2 separate regions of the Sminthopsis crassicaudata genome follow, and region 2 is linked to region 1. The links are chromatin contacts, called in public Hi-C maps. All regions are on one chromosome and are shown on one strand. Each heading gives the region's core, a stretch centred on a gene start, on an enhancer-like site or on the middle of the called end of the contact. The rest is flanking DNA. Distances are from core to core; before and after follow the strand shown.

Region 1 (5,015 bases), core at 1,181-3,680:
AGTATCTTTGCCAAGAAAACCATAGACAGCTTGGCCCACAGGCTCATGAAGAATTGGACCCAACTGAACAGCAACAAGAAGATGCTTTGAGTTTTATCACTCTGGCTACTCCATTTGTCTGGAAAGCTTTCATAGGGTCATATAATATAAAAAGTGAAAGAGAATGAAGGCCATCTAGAACAACCCTTTTATTTTCAGATGAGGAAAAAGGCCAATGAGGCTGTGTCTTGTCCAATGTCTCAACACAGGCAGGTGGTTTGAATTGCCATCTTCTGATTCCTGAGTCAATGTTTTTTTCCCTACTGTTTTCCACCTATCCAAATCTTTTACCCTTTAAGACCCTATGTAGTTTGGATTCCAACCTCTTTTAGACTTTCCCCACCACCTGTGCCCACCAGTATTTTTTCTTTCCCTTAGCCCCTATTAACACCTATCCTCTCACTTGATACTTGGATTATTAGCCCCCTTTGTCCCTCTATGTGCCTTATCTCCTCACCTAAGCCATAAGTTCCCTGAGGACAGATAAGGACCTGTCTTTTACCTCTCTATACCTCTATGCTTATTTGTATAGTTATCCCCCTCATTGTTGTTCAAATAGTTCAGTTATGTCCCATCCTTTGTGACCCCTTTTTGGGGTCACAAGATATTGGAATGAGTTACCATTTTCTTTTCTAGCTCATTTTAAGGTGAGGAAACTGAGGCAAACAAGATTCAGTGACTTGCCTAGAGTTGCACAGCTAGTAAGTGTGTGAGACTAGTGTGAGATCAGGATTTTCCTGACTCCGGACCCCCACTTTTCCACCTAGTTGCCTACAGATATCCCCCTATTAGATAATAATCTCTCAGGAGTCAGGGACCTTATCCTTTGTCACTTTTGAATTCACAGTACCCCATCCTTCTGAAGGCTGCCAAGTCTTCCCAACTGGACCAAACCTTGTTTGAGAGTGAGATAGTTGTGTTTTACACTTTCCCTTTTCCAGTTTTCCTGAGGGGAAGGAAGTGTGTTCTGGGAGAAGGTTTGGGGTCAGAGAGTGAGGTTCTGAAAGGTTAGTGGTCTTTATAGAAGAAAACAGTGCTTAATGTCTCTATTGCATCCTCCATTTCCTTGCCTCACTCCCATCTCCCTCCCTTCCCTGTTCCTTTAGCAGCCTCTTTCCCAGACCAAGGTTGGGGCTGGGGGGGGGGGGAGAGAAGATTCAAGAAGCTATTTGAGCTTGGAGAAGGACTGTTTTTCCGTTCAGTCGGGAGAAAGGTGTGAGAGGGGGACGGAAACCGGTAATTCTGGATGTATTTTCCTTGACCGAATCACCTGTGGATGCTGTCCTGCTTCCTTACCCTCCAAGACCCTTTTTCTACATAATGTGAAAAGCAGAGATTAAAATGCAGGAACCCAGAAGCTTGGGAGAAACCTAGAGCAGCTAATGTGCTCAAAGAAAGAGGAGGCTTGTCTCCTCCTGCAGCCTGAAGAGAGTCTGTGCGGGGGAGGGCTGGGGGTGTTCAGGCTGAAGGTGTTGAAGGCTGTAGAATTCAGCCGTTTGTGTGTGTGTGTGTGTGTGTGTGTGTGTGTGTGTGTGTGTGTGTGTGTGTGTATGTACATGTACATGCGCTCGCCCTTCAGCGTGTGCCGAAGAAAACCGTATGTGTTCATGAGTGTTAGTTTTCGTGTACTGAGGAGCTTGTGAGTATATGCGAGTGTGGAGATGTCAGTCGACGACTCTGGCGGAGCGCTCGGCAAGCGCACTGAACATTACACCTTTATTCTTTTTCTCAACTATACCCTCCCCCAGCCCCTCCCCGAACAGCTCCAAGTCTCTCAGCTCTTTTCAGTTCTAACTCTGACCTGTTACAACGAACCCAATCCTAGAGAAATGACTTCTCCTTTGGTGACTCAGTTGCCGACAGACGGGTCACTCTCCTAGTCTTCCTAATACAGGGGTGTTGGGTGGCGCTCCCCTGCTCTTCTCAGTCTGGAGGATGGATCTTGCCGCTTGAGGTGTCTGAGTTGTACCCCTCCCCACCCCCAGGCCCTCGGAGGGGGCAGGCAAGGAGCGTGAGGAGGTGGGACTCAGGCGCCGTGCAGTGCAGGCAGAGGGGATGAGACTGGAATCTGGGATTGGAGCTGCTCAGTACCAGTGGCCCCCCACGAGCTGCACCCGCCCCCCGCCCCCGGTTTCACAGCCGCCGTCTCAGCCCCGGCGGAGAGATAGGAGGAGTCGATCCTCGGCTCTGATCCCCCAGTGGGGCGCTGGGCGCCGCTCCCCCGTCCTGGAACCCTCCTTGAGTTCCAGAGGAGACTTGACGATGGAGAGTCCGACTCTACCCTTACCCCCGAGACTGTGAAACCCGGATTCCTGGCGGGTGACTTCGACTGCTCTTGAGCCAATTAATCCCCTAAGTAACTGGCGCCCCAGTGCGGCTTCCCTCTCCACCCCCCTCCACCTCCCCACGAGTGGGAGGAAGAGCAGCGGCGGCGCCACAGCCTGAGGAGCAGCGCTCCCCACCAGCTTTGGAAGAGATCCCATTGCCTCCTCCGTTGTTTCAGCAGGGAAGCTAGAGAGGCTGAAACGGTAGACGCGATCACCTGAATAGCTGCGAGAGGGCCCCAGGTATGGGATTGGGAAACACCTGGGGACAGGAAAAGTAGCGGGGAATCCCAAATAGGGGAGCCCGGGACCTGTGGTTACCTTCTAGTGGACAGCCAGGTATTGGCTGTGAGAGCAGCGTGAAGCAGAAATATCCACGCGTGAAGTCCGGGAGCCAGAGAAGTAGAGAGCGTAGACAAGGAGTCCGAGACCAGTGAGGAGCAAGGGATTCCCCCCTCACAAACAGAAAAACAAGCAACAGGAACTCCAGAAAAAATCTTCGGCTTTGTGGGAAACCCAGGACCTGCGACAGGAGTCCTTGGGCATCTGATTGGCAAGTCCCAAACGCAGGAGCACCAGCTCTGGGCCAAGCCCGCCCACGCGTGGAGCACCAGCAGCAGGCCCGAGGCCCAGCGGTACCTTGAACAGTTCTGAGTGAGACTCCGGAGTAGCTCCGGGGCTCGGAACCCACCTCCCTCAAGCGCCAAGGCCAAGCAAGGGACCGAGGGTATGTTGAAGCCAAAGGATCTGTGCCCTCGGGCGGGCACTCGTACTTTTTTGGAGGCGATGCAAGCTGGCAAGGTGCACCTGGCGCGTTTTGTCCTGGACGCCTTGGACCGTAGCATCATTGATTGTCGGGCGGAGCAGGGACGTACGCCGCTCATGGTGGCTGTAGGGTTGCCGGACCCCACGCTCAGATCCCGCTTCGTTCGGTTGTTGCTGGAACAGGGCGCGGCCGTGAACCTGCGAGACGAGAGGGGCCGCACGGCGCTGAGCCTGGCCTGCGAGCGGGGTCACCTGGACGCGGTGCAGCTGCTGGTGCAGTACAGCGGCGACCCAGAGGCGGCCGATTCGGCGGGTAATAGCCCAGTGATGTGGGCCGCCGCGTGTGGCCACGGCGCTGTGCTCGAATTCCTGGTGCGCTCTTTCCGCCGCCTTGGTTTGCGCCTCGACCGCACTAACCGCGCGGGCCTCACAGCTTTGCAGCTCGCGGCCGCCAGAGGCCATGGGCCTTGTGTCCAAGCGCTCACCGGGCCCTGGGGTCGTGCTGCCGCTGCGGCGGCCGCCCGCGCCCGGGGCTCTACGTCGGACAGTCCCCCAGGCCGGCCCAGTGCTGCGCCCAGCCCCGAGCGTCGCCGGCCTAGCCCTCGCCGCCTTCCACGGCCTCTTCTGGCCCGCTTCGCCCGGGCGGCTGGAGGCCATGGGGGTGAAACAGGCCCCGGGGGCAAAGGCTCGGGCCGGCAGAGATCGTTTGGCAACGAGCGGCCCGAATTTGGCCGCAGCATGAGCTTGGCTCTAGGCTCAGTGACCGAGGAGGAGGCTGCGCGGGTCCGGGCGGCTGCGCAGCTACCCCGTCCCAATTCCCCTCAGGCCTCGGGCACAGGGAGGTGGCGCTCTCAGGAGCTATTGGAAGGCAAGGCTCTGGCCCTAATCAAGGCTCCTGGAGGGCTTACTCCCCATCCCGAGGGCGGGCCTGGCAGAGGCCGTCTCGGGCTGCGTCGCCGTTCTACTGCGCCGGACATCCCCAGCCTAGTGGGGGAGGCGCTAGGGTCAGACAGTGGGCTGGAGCAGGAGCTTGACTCGCTGCCCCTCACTCTGCCTGGCCAGCAGACCCCTTGGCAAGGGGGCACCGAGGCAGACGCAGTGGTCTTGCAAGCCCAGCGGTGAAGAGGCCCCAGGGCGCTTCACCAAGATTCCCCAAACCCAAATTCTCCTGTGCTGGATCCATAAAACAACCCGGTTCCTTTCCCCTGTTGATCCTCTCACCTCTGCAAGGGCCAGAGTTGCTCTCCTCCTTATAGGGCCATGCAAATTTCCTGTAACTCCCGGGTCTGCTTCTCCACCAGAGAGGCCATGGCCTCTAAGTCCCTCTGAGGGGCTTGCACTACTATAGTTTCCCTTCCTCCCACATCCCATTGTTCCCCCACTCAACCCCGTCCCTGCCCCCCTTTCCATTTTGTTTAGATTTTTCACCTCCGTCCAGTGGGCCAGTTCTTTCCTTTCCTTTTCTTCCCTTTGCACTAAAGGCAAGGAGAAGAAAAACTGGTACCCAACAGACTCAGGGCCCACGGTCTACATTAACCTGAAGGTGTGTAGTAACTTTGAGGGTGTTAGCCTGTTAGTGAGACCTAGAATCAATGACGGTTAAATTTGGAAAAAAAAAAAAAAATCTTAGCGCGCATTTGTTCCAATCTGTTCCTTTCGTAAATGAGAAAACCAGGACCCAGAAGAAATTAAGTGACTCTCCCAAGTCATACAGGGAGTGAAAGTCGGAAATCAAGCCTAAGGCTTTCTATTCCCTAATCCGATGTTTCCTTTTACACCTTGCTGGATCCCTAACCTTTAGCGTTCATTTATGCAAACGGTTAGAAATGCCAGTACATTTTCTGTGCTGCAACCACAGCATCTTGAGAGATTGGGAGAATGCTTTCT
Region 2 (5,015 bases), core at 1,752-4,251, 160 kb before region 1:
AGGTCTCTCAGTTCTCAGTCTCGATTAAATTCGCTGTCAGCCATCACGGAAACTCAGTTCACAGTGGGGGGCCTTACAACGCCACAGGGAAGAGGTGGCTTACAGAAGCAGGCGCTACATAAGGAAAAGCGTGACCCAAGCTTAGTGCATAGTGACCGGGAGCATCACCAGCAGCCTGATTCTCTGGAACGGTCTGTGCTTCCTGTGTCCATATCCCCTGAGAACGCCCTGGGACAGTCTTTACCAGAATGCCTTTTAACAATGTTAAACGTTAATCTAAAAAGGAAAGGCGAAAGCTGGCCCGGACTGCGAGTGGCGGAACAGCGCCCCGGGAGTCTCTCTAGAGTCCCCGAGCCTTGCCAGGGCCCGCCTACAGCGCCCTAGGAAGCTCCCAGCTCTGGCTCGGGCCGCCGACCTGGCGGCGCAGCCCACACGGGCCGGAGACTGCGGGAGCCGCTCTTCTCGGGTGAGGCCCCCAGGCACGCGGCGCAGCAATCCCAGCTCCCGCTCCAACTAGAGGAGGCGGGGGCCGGGCTCGTCTGTCAGCCTCGGGCCTCCTGGAACTGGAGAAGCTGGGCCGGGCCCGGGAAGCCCGAGCCTCGCTGGGCAGATCGGGGGAGCCAGGAGACAGCGCAGTCTAGCTGCCGCTCGCACGGCCCCCAACAGCTAGGGCCGGGGACACTTTTGCTACCTGTTTTTGCTCTTCACTCAGCCCGTTTATCGTGTCATCCACAGGCATCGTCGAATAGCCCCTCCGTGAGGCGAAGAGCGCGGGCAGCCGCAGTTTCCCCCAAGGCGGGCGGGCACAAACCAGCCAGGATGCGGGCGCCATCTCTGCTCCCAATCGCCGGCTTACGCTTTTGGCCCGGGCCATCCCCAGCAACTTCACCAATCCCCGAGCGCCTCTGCCTCTGCCCAATCGGTGAGGGGGTGGGGCCCCAGCAGCCTATGAGTGCTCAGGCCCTCCGAATGACTCTCCCCCCAGCCCGAGTTTCCTTCGAGCCAATCAGTGTCCTGGGAAGTGGGCCCCCTCCCCGCGAAGCGCCGGGTGACCGCGGCAGGCGGCGGCGCCCACATCTCGGAATAGCCATTACTAAGGGGAATGATTAGCGCTTCTTGAGACTGTCCTGCCCTTCGTCACTAAAAGAAAATAAGAGCAATTCCCTGGCAAACTGCTCCAGCCTGCAGCACTGCCGCGCACGCCCTTTGGACGCGGGGGAGGCGGTGGGGGCGGCGGCGAAGGCGTCAGTCGGAGAATCTCAGTCTCTTGCCCCATTCTTTTTACAACGCGTAAATAAGATGGTTGAAAGCAAGAAAACAATGACAGCCTGAAATGGTTGTGTAAGGGGACGGAGGAGGACTCTATCAGTCTAAGGTTACAGTTATTTGTTTTTGTTTTGTATTTTGCTGAGACAATCGGGGTTACGAGACTTGCCTGGGTTACACAGCCGGGAACGTTAAGAGTCCGAGAGCAGATTAGTCCCCAGTTCTCCAGATCTCGGACTGGTGCGCTAACCACTGCGCCCCCTAGCTGCCCTCTTATTTGAAATAACAATCGCATTTCGGTAGCGCCTACCAGGTGCCAGGCACTGTACTAAGTGCCTTTTTTTTTTTTTCAGATGTTACCTCAGTGTCTCCTCCCAACAACTTTGGGAGGGAGGTGTTATATTTTTCTCCACCACAGGCGAGTAAATGGAGTTAGACTGAGGTTAAACGACTTGTCCAAGGTGATACACGTAGTGTGTAGGCCTGATTTGAAATGAGATTCTCCTGATCTGGGCCTGGCACTTCACCCATAGTGGTGGTGATGGGCAAAACGTAAACCAGGGCCTAACCCGTAGCGCTGCTGGTTTCGTGGGCAGAAGAGACATCGCCAACCTGCTTTCCTGGGAGGCTACACTCGGGCAGGTGCGGGGCCACGCGGATTGCTGCCCATTGTTCAGTGACAGGCTTTAAAATGACAAAGTTCCCTTTTGTTTGTCAAGGAGATTAGAGTACCCGGACTTAAATCACTGCTTCCCTCTCCTCTCAGCACAATCAGTTGAGAAATTTCCAAGAACATATATGTTTAAGGCCAAAAGGTTTTAGAGTTGAGTAAGAGACAACAGCGAGCTGACAAGTATTAGAGCTTATGGCTGCAGTCCAGCACCAGGATCAGGAGTGCGCTAGCGTTTGCAGCTGCGGGGGATTAGGAGCCCTTCTTGGGTAAAGGTGAGAGTGCAGAAGAGCACTCTTCTTCTCCCTGGATCCCACCAGCTTGGAAGAAGGGAAAACTTGCTGACCCACCTCCCCAACCCAGAAGTCCACGGAAAACTGCAGAGTTAAAAAAGCCTGAAACTTGGCACAGAACCTTCTCGTCCTTTAAGTTCAAAGTCAAAAAATAGGTTGAAAAAAAATGAGCACAGAACAACAAAAAAAGAACTTTGCCACAAAAAGTCACTATGGTGTCAGGGAAGATGTAACTCAGAAGAAGCCATAAATGAAAGCTCAAAGAAAAATCTAATTGGACACAAGCTCAAGAATTATTCCGGGAAAAGGTTGAAGAGAATAAAATTTCTAAGGGGAAAAATTAGCAAAAGAAATAAGGGATGCAAGAAAATAATGAAAAGAGAGTTAAAAGCTAATAAGAGAGACACAAAAGAAATACTGAAGAAAATAACACCTTCTAAAACAAAATTGGCTAATTGGTAAAAGAAGCATAAAAATTCACTAAAGAAAAGAACTCCTTAAAAAACAGAATTGGCCAAATAGAAAAAGAGAGACAAGATTCATTGAAAAAAATAACTCCTTAAAAATTAGAATTGGACAAAGGAAAACTTGAATCCACAAGGCAGCAAGAAATAATGAAGTAAAAAAAAAATGAAAATACAGAAGAAAATGTGAAAACTCTCATTTGAAAAACAATTGATCTGGAAAATAGATTGAGAAGAGAAAGATAATTAAGGAATTATTGAACCACTTGAAAGTGATGATCAAGAAAGAGTCTAGATATTGTATTTAAAGAAAATATAAAGGGAAACTTTCCTGATGTCTTAGATCCACAGGATAAAGTAGAAATTGAAAGAATCTACAAAGAGATCGCAAAATGACAACTCTCAGGAATATTATAACCAAATTTCTGAGCTCCCAGGTCAAGAAGAAAATATTGCAAGCACTCAAAAAGAAACAATTAAAATAACCTAGAGGCACAGTTAGGATCAGACAAGATTTTAGCAGCTTCCATGTTAAAGCAGTGAAGGGTTTGGAATATTGAAGGGATATTCCAAAAACCAAAAGGCCTAGGATTATAACCAAAAATAATCTGCACAGAGAAACCATATATAATTCTTGAGGGAAAATGTACATTTAATGAAATAGAAAAAAAGAATTAATAACTACATTATGCTAAAAAATATCATAGGCAATAGAATGATCTAAATTTTTTACAGCATTTTTGTAAAATTACAAATGTTTTTGTCTGATAAAGATCTAATTTCTCAAATATATAGGGAACCGAGTTAATTTTACAAATGTAACAGCTATTTCCCAATTGCTAAATGGTCAAAGGATAAGTTATTTAGTAGTTTCAGTCTTGTCCAACTCTGTGACCCTATTTGTTTTTCTTGGTGAAGATACTGGAATGATTTGCCATTTCTTTCTCCAACTCATTTTACAGATGAGGAAACTGAGGCAAACAGGGTTAAGTGGCCAGAAGGTCAGATCTGAATTTGGGAAGATTGATCTTCCTGACTTCAGACCCAGCACTCCATCCACTGTACCACTCAGCTGCCCCAAAGGATTATGTGATCTAGTCCAACCATTGTCTTCAACACTAAAGTGATTCAGGCCAATTCCAATAGATTTGTAATGGAGGGAGTAATTGACATCCAGAGAGAGGACTATGAGAACTGAATATGGATCACAACATAGTATTTTCATCTTTTTTGTTGTCTGCTTGCTTTTTTTCCTATTTTTTTTCTTTTTGATCTTATTTTTCAACATGATAAATATGGAAATATATTTAGAAGAAAAGCACATGTTAAACCTATGTTGGGTTACTTGCTGTCTAGGAGAGGGGAGAGGTAAGGGAGAGAAAAATTTGGAACAAGTTTTGCAAGGACGAATGTTGAAAACTATCTTTGCATGTATTTTGAAAAATAAAAAGCTATTATTTTTAAAGTGCTATAAACTGAGTGCATATTTAAGAATAATTTTCTTTTTTTGGGAGGGGGGGAAAGGTGATACTCCTAATATGGAAAAATGATTACACATGTATAACTAATTGCCATCATTTAACTTGCTTAAACATGTGGAAAGTATGGGAAGAAGAGAATTTGGTACTTAAAATTTACATAGAAAGTAATGTTAGAAAAAAAAGTAATAAAAACAAATTTTTAAAAATATTTTTTAAAAAACTACCACAAAGGAGGGGTTGGATAGGGCTGCTGACTGTGGGGTCCCTTTAAATGTAAGGTATTGGGAGATCCTCAGTTTTCTAGAGTTAAGGCCCAATAAGCAAACACTGAGCTTGACATTAACAATCTTCTGTGCTGACCACCCTCTGGATGACCTCCTCTGGCAAAATCACACAAGTATGTTCTGAGCTCAGATACTCTCCAGACAAACTCAGTACAAGACCAAGCACCCATGTTCTAGTCATGCTATTCTGCTTTGAATCAAACTTGTCTCATTGTTGCTGTTACCCTGAATTGTCGGGGCTCCAATTTGCGGTGTAATCGCTGTGCAGGTGATCCCTGGACTCTGGCACTTGTGTCTAATTTTCCTCCTCTGCTTGCCAGCCCTTTCCTTCACTTTGTGGATTTTGTTTTGTTTTGGCTTTTTGATGAGATTAATTGGGTTTAAGTAATATGCCTAGGGGCACACAAAGTGCCAAGTGTCTGAGACTGAATTGGAATTCACACCCTCCTGACTCTGGAGCCTGAATTGTATCAACTGGGCTATCAGCCCCATGGTTCCCTCCATTTGAAACTTGTGTTTGATTACTCTGTTGGGGTCCAGCCATCTACAGGTTAGAA

Evidence for each region. Hi-C and Micro-C count contacts between places; a contact is called where the count stands out from the background.
Region 2: a Hi-C map of hippocampus shows a contact between it and region 1, with 4 times the contacts expected there. The contact joins the promoter of IVD here to the promoter of ANKRD63 in region 1. A contact is called at or near these places in 2 of 2 Hi-C or Micro-C datasets (fibroblasts and hippocampus).

Annotation. Positions count from the first base shown.
Region 1 is chr2:270,124,624-270,129,638 of ASM4859323v1, reverse strand. It overlaps ANKRD63 (ankyrin repeat domain 63), which reads left to right and starts at 2,430. Exons shown (of 1, transcript XM_074289260.1): 1 at 2,430-5,015. The coding sequence starts at 3,093. The coding sequence ends at 4,250.
Region 2 is chr2:270,288,433-270,293,447 of ASM4859323v1, reverse strand. It overlaps IVD (isovaleryl-CoA dehydrogenase), which reads right to left and starts at 3,001. Exons shown (of 12, transcript XM_074289287.1): 1 at 692-3,001. The coding sequence starts at 874.